Regions from separate parts of the Hordeum vulgare genome. Here region 1 is linked to region 2. The links are chromatin contacts, called in public Hi-C maps. All regions are on one chromosome and are shown on one strand. The core of a region is the stretch at or near the end of the contact, and the rest is flanking DNA. Distances in the headings are between cores, read along the strand shown.

What was found. A called contact is a pair of places that touch in the nucleus more often than the background predicts.
Region 1: a Hi-C map of leaf shows a contact between it and region 2, with 5 times the contacts expected there. The contact joins the promoter of LOC123443043 here to the promoter of LOC123443046 in region 2. A contact is called at or near these places in 5 of 6 Hi-C or Micro-C datasets (leaf, seedling and an unstated tissue) and 1 of 1 datasets of contacts at active chromatin or transcription factors (embryo).

Annotation. Positions count from the first base shown.
Region 1 is chr3H:77,684,670-77,688,312 of MorexV3_pseudomolecules_assembly, reverse strand. LOC123443043 reads right to left here and starts at 1,707. Exons shown (of 4, transcript XM_045119272.1): 1 at 1,529-1,707; 2 at 225-821. The coding sequence starts at 1,614.
Region 2 is chr3H:77,820,957-77,824,447 of MorexV3_pseudomolecules_assembly, reverse strand. It overlaps LOC123443046 (transcription factor HY5-like), which reads right to left and starts at 1,496. Exons shown (of 3, transcript XM_045119274.1): 1 at 1,077-1,496; 2 at 624-961; 3 at 169-517. The coding sequence starts at 1,194. The coding sequence ends at 413.

The sequences.
Region 1 (3,643 bases), core at 458-2,957, 140 kb after region 2:
GCCAGACGAGGTGGTCATTCAAGAATACGGCCACATCAACAAACTATCAAAAGATCGAGAAAAAGATAAATATGCATAGCACCTTAACAGCATGCAACTATACAAGCATATCATCGACTACTACCATCTACATATACTTGATGGACCTGAACTTCACAAGCTCAAGACCCTGATAACCCTGTCACACATATGGTTGATGAACACACAGATCACTCTAGTGGTACCTTCTGGCCTTAGATGGCTGCGAAGGTCCTGCCTTCCTGAAAATCCCACAGAAGATGCAGCCAGGAACCTTGGGCGATGGTGGATCTATGGCAGGGGCTACCCGCCGTGTCCGGAATGCCTGGCCGCCATGCTCGGTGCCGTCGTTGCGCCTGCGCTGCGCACCGACGGACCCTACGCTGCGGGAGTGCCGTAGCTCCCTGAATTCTGGCTCCCCTGAGGTCCACTGGCTATGTTCATCCGACATGAGCCTCTCGCCCCAGACCATGCCTGATGATCCTGACCTCCTGAATGTCAGTGAGGACCTCTGCAGCCCGGCCATGGAACTTCCCTGCCCTTCTTTTTGGTTTGTCTCTAGGTGGTTTTTATGGCTGTGCAATGAGTGCAGGAGAGTGATGGATATGCGCAAAGCTAAATAGCATGCATATCCACTGGCTGGAAAATGGAGCAAAATTGCTGGGATAAGGGTCAGACGATGGTGACAGGCACATACATAGATACTGGTGAGGATTAGGATGCTTGGAAGGCGTGGCTGCACACTGAATTGACATGAAGCAATCATTGAGGGAAACACATGTGACTGGAGTAAGTTGCGAGATCTGCAAATCACGACATCAGATGAATTTAAAATCTTGAACACTTGTGCTTGAATAGCCTAGTTGCCGAACTTAAATGCTTTTTCTTCTTCAGAAATTGGACATCACAAGCTCAGGGCACGTGTTACGCACTGCTGTGACTTCTTTTCTGAGGCGAATATATGCTGCTACTGATGATCACTAGCATCAGCAGATCAAACCCATTTGATTTGTACCTACCCTAACCAGCCTCGATCCCGACCACATGGAATAAGCTGGAACGAACATCCATGATGGTTTTGCTTGCCAAACACTAGAGAAAATAGTCAAGGCATGTATTACAAGCCTATGGAGCAACCAAGAAAACTAAAACTCAACCAGCAGCCCAGCAGGCCTAACCATGATCCAGGAATTCATCAACCTGGCTAGAGCATTGGATACTCTGGGAGTCTGCCAGTCTGGGTTGAACCGGCAGAGGTGGTCGGCACATATATGATATCTGCAGGCCATGGAATGCTGCCTAGCTAGTGCTGGACGGAAAATAAAGCGCTACAAAGGAAAATGATACTAGGATAGTAAAAGCAATATAAAGTCTCAATATGTAACTAACGGCATGTCTTTTACTTCTATCAGCATCAAAGACAGATCAATGTTGATCACACGCAGTACATAATATGTCAAATTAAACATCAGTTTCAGCTAATTCGAACACTTGCAGCTACTCATGGTACCTGAAAGAGTGCTCTGCTTCTTCAAGTGCATCAGTGGAAAGGGTCCTTAACAGAGGGATCAGACACTCTGCGGAAGCTCCAACCATCCTCGACTTTAGGACCCGCCACCACCAGTTGACAGTCCTCGCAGGCCCATGCTCCACACATCAGAGCCCTTGCTTTGACAATCACCTCATTCACCTCATATGGCAATGAAATTGAGAAATCCCATGCCGAAGCAAACATTTCTTGGGTTATCACAACAAGCAAAGACCGCAGCTTCTCTGCACTGCTGCTAACGAACTCGAGGAATCCGTCTTCGCTTTGTTTTCCGCGGAATTCATGGATAACCACTTTCTTGACATGCGACTTCACACATTCGATAGGACAGACCTCTTGCCAGAACTCGGCATGGTGCATTCCAGTGGGTTCATCGGCCTTGGCAGACTGCAAAATGGTAAAGTGGAGTAGCTTAATCACCTCGGTGACAGATAATCTATGATATGAATGCCGAACGGCTGACTGAAGGAATGTGCAGGAGGGTGCGAAGAAGTCACCTCGATGTGCAGCCTGTCAACTTGGGGAAAGCATCTGAGAACGCTGGCCAGCATCTTGACCTCCTCAAAGACACCAAAGTTCACCTTCAAGGCCAATGTCTTGACGCTTGGAACCACGGTGCTTGAGCTCACCATTGCATCAGGCTGCAATACATCATACTTCATTCCGTTGGTACAATGATCACATATATACAAGATTCACGCATCACTTGACACACCGAGAGAACTGTTTTGCTATGTGCATCGCATAATGAAGAGGCCATGCTCCTTGTAGTATCTTAAAATGTGGATACAGATTGGAATATGGAATGCCATTACCGAAAATGAGATGCATTGGAGTAGTACCTTGATGATATTCTCGCCAATCTGCAGCTCGTGAACTCTCGGCTCCAAGTAACCCAGCACCCTCAGCTTCGGCGCGTCAGCAATGTTGACCCTCACAGCCACCGGGTCGTCTTCACCATCAGTGGTTTTCCACAGAATGAGCCGCTCCAGGAGCGGGGAGTCCATGACGAGGACCTCCTTCACGAAGCACTCCCAGAGGAGCACGCACCTGAGGCTTTGGCTGCGGAGGTGGACGCGCTCGCAGGTTGCGCTGTGGACGAGAGCGAGGGTGTCCAGAACGGGGCTGGAAGCGAGCAAGCGGTCGAGGTCGCGGCCGAGCATGTCGGCGGTGCCGAACAGGCTGAGCTCCCGGAGGTGTGGAAATCCGTCTGCGCCTCCACCGGGTGGGCTGACGCCGGTGTCCGGAAACCTCCAGAATCCCAGGAAGAGGCGCCGGAGCGAGGCGCAGCGGAGGATGTCGGCGGGGACGTCGGGGAGGCGTTCGTAGTCGGCGGGCTTGTTGATGAGGACGAGGTCCTGGACGCCCTTGGCGGCGAGGACGCGCGGCCACTCGGCGAGCTCACGCTCGTGCGACGCGAAATCGCAGCAGGTGATGCTGACGGTGAGGAAGGGGCCCGGGTGGTCGGCGAGGATGCGGGCGACGGCGGCGACGCGCGCGGGGTCGCCGGCAGGGAGGAGGTGGGCGTCGTATAAGACGAGCGGCGTGGAGCGCCAGAGGTGGCGCCATCGGGAGGCGAGCGTGGCCGTGCGGGCGGCGTCCTTGACGGGGAGGCGGAACACGATGTCGCGGAGGAGGTGGTCTTGGAGGGCGCTGATGCGGTCCTCGCCGGCGTAGCCCGGGACGGCGGAGAGGGAGGCGTCCCTGATCCTGGAGATGGCTTCGATGCCGGGGAACCACCCAAGGACTTGCTCGACGCTCACGGCCATGGCGGCGACCGGAGGCGAGGGTTTGGCCGGAATGGAGTGGGAGGGGTGTGGAGGTGGCTGGCTCCGTTGTGGACTGTGGAGGAGTAAGAAACCTTGGGCCTGCCAAATATCGGAAACCTGGTTGCCCACCGGCCCCATGCAACTGGATGCCGATCCACCGAGATGAAATGTTCTCGCCAAGCATGCTGTGTTTCATGTAGTTTTAAAAAGTATTCAACTAATTTTGATAAAATGTTCATGTAATTTAAAAAACATAGATGAAAAAATGTGTTAAAAGTACGGGGTCTGCTACGCCTCAGGCGGTGGA
Region 2 (3,491 bases), core at 247-2,746:
TACTCCGACTCTCTAGGCGGCCATGCCTACTTCGGCTTCAGGAGATAAATATGAATTCGAACTGAAATCCATCTTTTGAAGCTCTTTTCCTGCGCTTTCCAACACAGTTTCAGCGACCAGGTTTGCGAAGAAGCCGATTGCAGTACTGGAGAAGAGAAGAGAAGGCAGTACAATACACAACCAATGTTCACATAGATCAACCTCGCTAACACCAAGCTACAATGGACATGGTACACACAACAGTGACAGTGAGACATCCTTCTCAGCAAACCGTGAAAAAAAAAGGTGCAAAAGACAATACGAGCGTCAAACTGCGGCGGCAAACAACAACAGCAGTGTTCCTAACAATGGTCAGATGAGCAGGCGTTCGGTTCCTAGCAAGCAGCAACCATGGTCGCAGCTCTTACTACTACTAGCTCTTGCCGAAGTGGTGGTGGTGCTTCTTGACGCCGTCTCCCCCCTTGCCGCCGCCGCCGCTCGGCTTCTTCCCGGCGTGCGCCGTCGTGTTCTTGAGTATCTGCACGCAAGGAGACATGCAAAGATTCAGTCAGGATCGCCATGGCCGCTGAGAGTGAGACAATTCTGGTGGGAGGATCTGGGCTAGGCTGGATATGGTATGGTACCTGGCGGAGCGTGTTGTTCTCGTTCTGGAGGGTGGAGACCTTCTGCTCGAGCTCGGCATTGCGGAGCTCGAGGTCCTTGGCCTTGACCTCCAGCTCCGTCATGTAGGCCTTCTTCCGCTCCCGGGCCTGCTGCGCCGACACGCGGTTCCGCAGCAGCCGCTTCAGCCGGTTCTGCTCCTTGTCCCCGGCGGCGCGCCCGCGCTTCTTCCCCGCCGGGGCCTGCCCTCCCCCCGCCGCCGCCAGCTGCAGCTGCTTGCCGTCCCCCGCGCCGGACGACGCCGACCCGCCGCCGCCGCCCATCTCCGGCACCCGCCGTATCTCCTCGTCGCTCTCCGCGCCTGCCACCACACGCACACACACAACGTAGACACGCGTCGTCAGTCAGCGTCTCCAGCCGGATTCAGTCAGCGGAGCAAGGGAGCGGGGTGGACGGAGAGAGGGTGGGTAGGGTACCTCCTTCCTTGAGGTTGTTGGGGCCGGAGCTGGAGGAGCGGTCGCTGCTGGACGGCAGCGAGCTGGTGGTGCTCGTCTTGGCCTGCTGCTTATCCTGCTCCTGCTCCTGCGCCGCCATCGCTCCTCCCCGCGTCCTCCTCAAGCTCCAAGAACAGACGCAGATCGAGCTAGATCTCCCTGAATCTCCCGCCTCGCCACCACCTTGCTGCCGCCGCCGCCGCCGCTCCGACGAGAAAAGAAAAACAAATCCTGACACTGCCGAGAACGAAGGAGGGAAAAAAACACAGATGCAGATCGGACGAGAGGGAGGGAGACACGGGAAGGGAACGGGGAGGAGAGAGAAAGGGAGGCCGGCCGCGTGCGGGGGTCAGGTCAGGTCAGAGACTGGGGAGAGAGAAAGAGGGGGAGGGAGAAATGGCGAGGCGAGGTCGGGCGGGTCGGTGGGGGCTTTCGGATGAGACGCGATCCCCGCCGTGCACGGCACACCCATCGGACGGCGGCGGCGCGGGGAGCGTGGCGCTGCGTGGCGCCATGAACGCGCCCGCCGCATCTGACGGTGGCCGCCTCGGGAGCGTGGCCGCGCGCCCGTCCATCCGATCCCATTCCCCACGCCTGCCTTCCTTCCTTCCTTCCTTTTTTTCTTTTTCCGTTCGTTCGAGACAAAACCCAACACGTGACAAATCTCGAGCCGCTTTGCTTTTTTTGCCACAGGACCCGGCTGCGCTGCATATTCGCAGAATAACGTACGTGACGCGTGGGAGAGCACACGGCTGGCGGGAATGATGCTATTTGCGTGCGTTTTGTGGACTCGGCCTAACCCGCTTTCTCGTCACCGTGTGAATCCCGCATACGACGTGACGGAGGAAGAAAAGGAGTCGGTGTCGTTTTTATCGCTTTTGTGAAACGCATGCATGTGGGTGTTTGATCTGTCTGAAGCGATGAAGGAACATTTCGAGGTTTTTGTGTTGATCCGATGTTTAAGGCCAAAATCATGAATTTAGCAAATATGCTGCGAGAGATAACGATTCTTAGGGATAGGAGTGTGGCGGCAATATAATGTGTAAATATGGTATTTCGCAAAAAAATGGATAAGCTGTTGGGGAACCGTCCTCACCCTGCAAGTGATCCTTCAGCTCGTTGAAGATGGCATCGACATCGTGACAGATGCGGTTGTAGATCACGTTGTTCCTCGACTTTTAGATAACCCAAAAGAACGATAGCGGCGCGGATGATACCATGACGTAGCAAAGATGACGACAATATAAGGCGAATTACTACTCTTTTCGTTCGAAATTATTTATCGCACAAATAAATAAAGATAAATATATCTAAAACTAAAATACATCTAAATGCATTCATTTTTATAAAAGTATTTTTGAACGGATGAAGTACATAGTATTTATGTCAAAAAAAAATATTACACTCACTCCTATATCTAAATATAGTTTTAGTTCTACATACATTGATTCGCGGCGAGTAAATCGGGAAAGAGGGAGTATAAACAGAAACATCTCATGAAACACGTGCATTGCACATACACATACACTTGAACGTCCAAATGAGGACACCTATTTTTCTTGATGCCCATAACAAGTATGTGAGTTATTATAAAAGATAAAATCTAGTGGCACGTATAACACCAATCCATTATGCATCTCTGCCGGTCTTAATTTCCTTCTTGAGAGGCCATCTAGCTAGTCTAATCTCAAGAGTCTAAGACATGTGACATCCCAATGCATTTTTGAGGCATGTACTTCTCATATCGTATCACAGATAGCCAAAAGCGTTTAGAGCAAAATGTTCTTAATCGGGAAGACCTTTGACTTAATACATGCTCCTCATGACAATCATAAACAATAATTAGGGTGTCCCCTCTTTTAGGCTGGTTGTAACGGTAGTATCATATACTAGTATCATGCATATGATACTAGTCTATGCTACCACATCCGTAATGCATAATATCATATGTTAGTATCATAGGATAGTTCATTTATTGACATGCAAGACACATAGTAGCACATCATTTAATATGATACAGTATCATGATATGATACTCAACCATCTTTTTTTTCATTTAATTTTGTGCCACCTCATCAAAATTGTCTAGTTGACATGAATGATAATACATATGATACTTCCATTACTGGCAACCTAATGCAAGGGAAAGGGTGTCCTCATAGATTATTCATGACAGCATGAAAAATTCAATAATGATAAGGTTGTCCGTAATGGGAGTATCATAGGTAGTATCATGCATGCCAACTAGGCAATTTTGATGAGGTGACATAGAATTAAATGAAGAAAGAGAGGGTTGAGTATTATATCATGATACCGTACCATATTAAATGTTGTGCTATTATGTGTCTTGCATGACAATAAATGAATCATCCTATGATTCTAACATATGATACTATG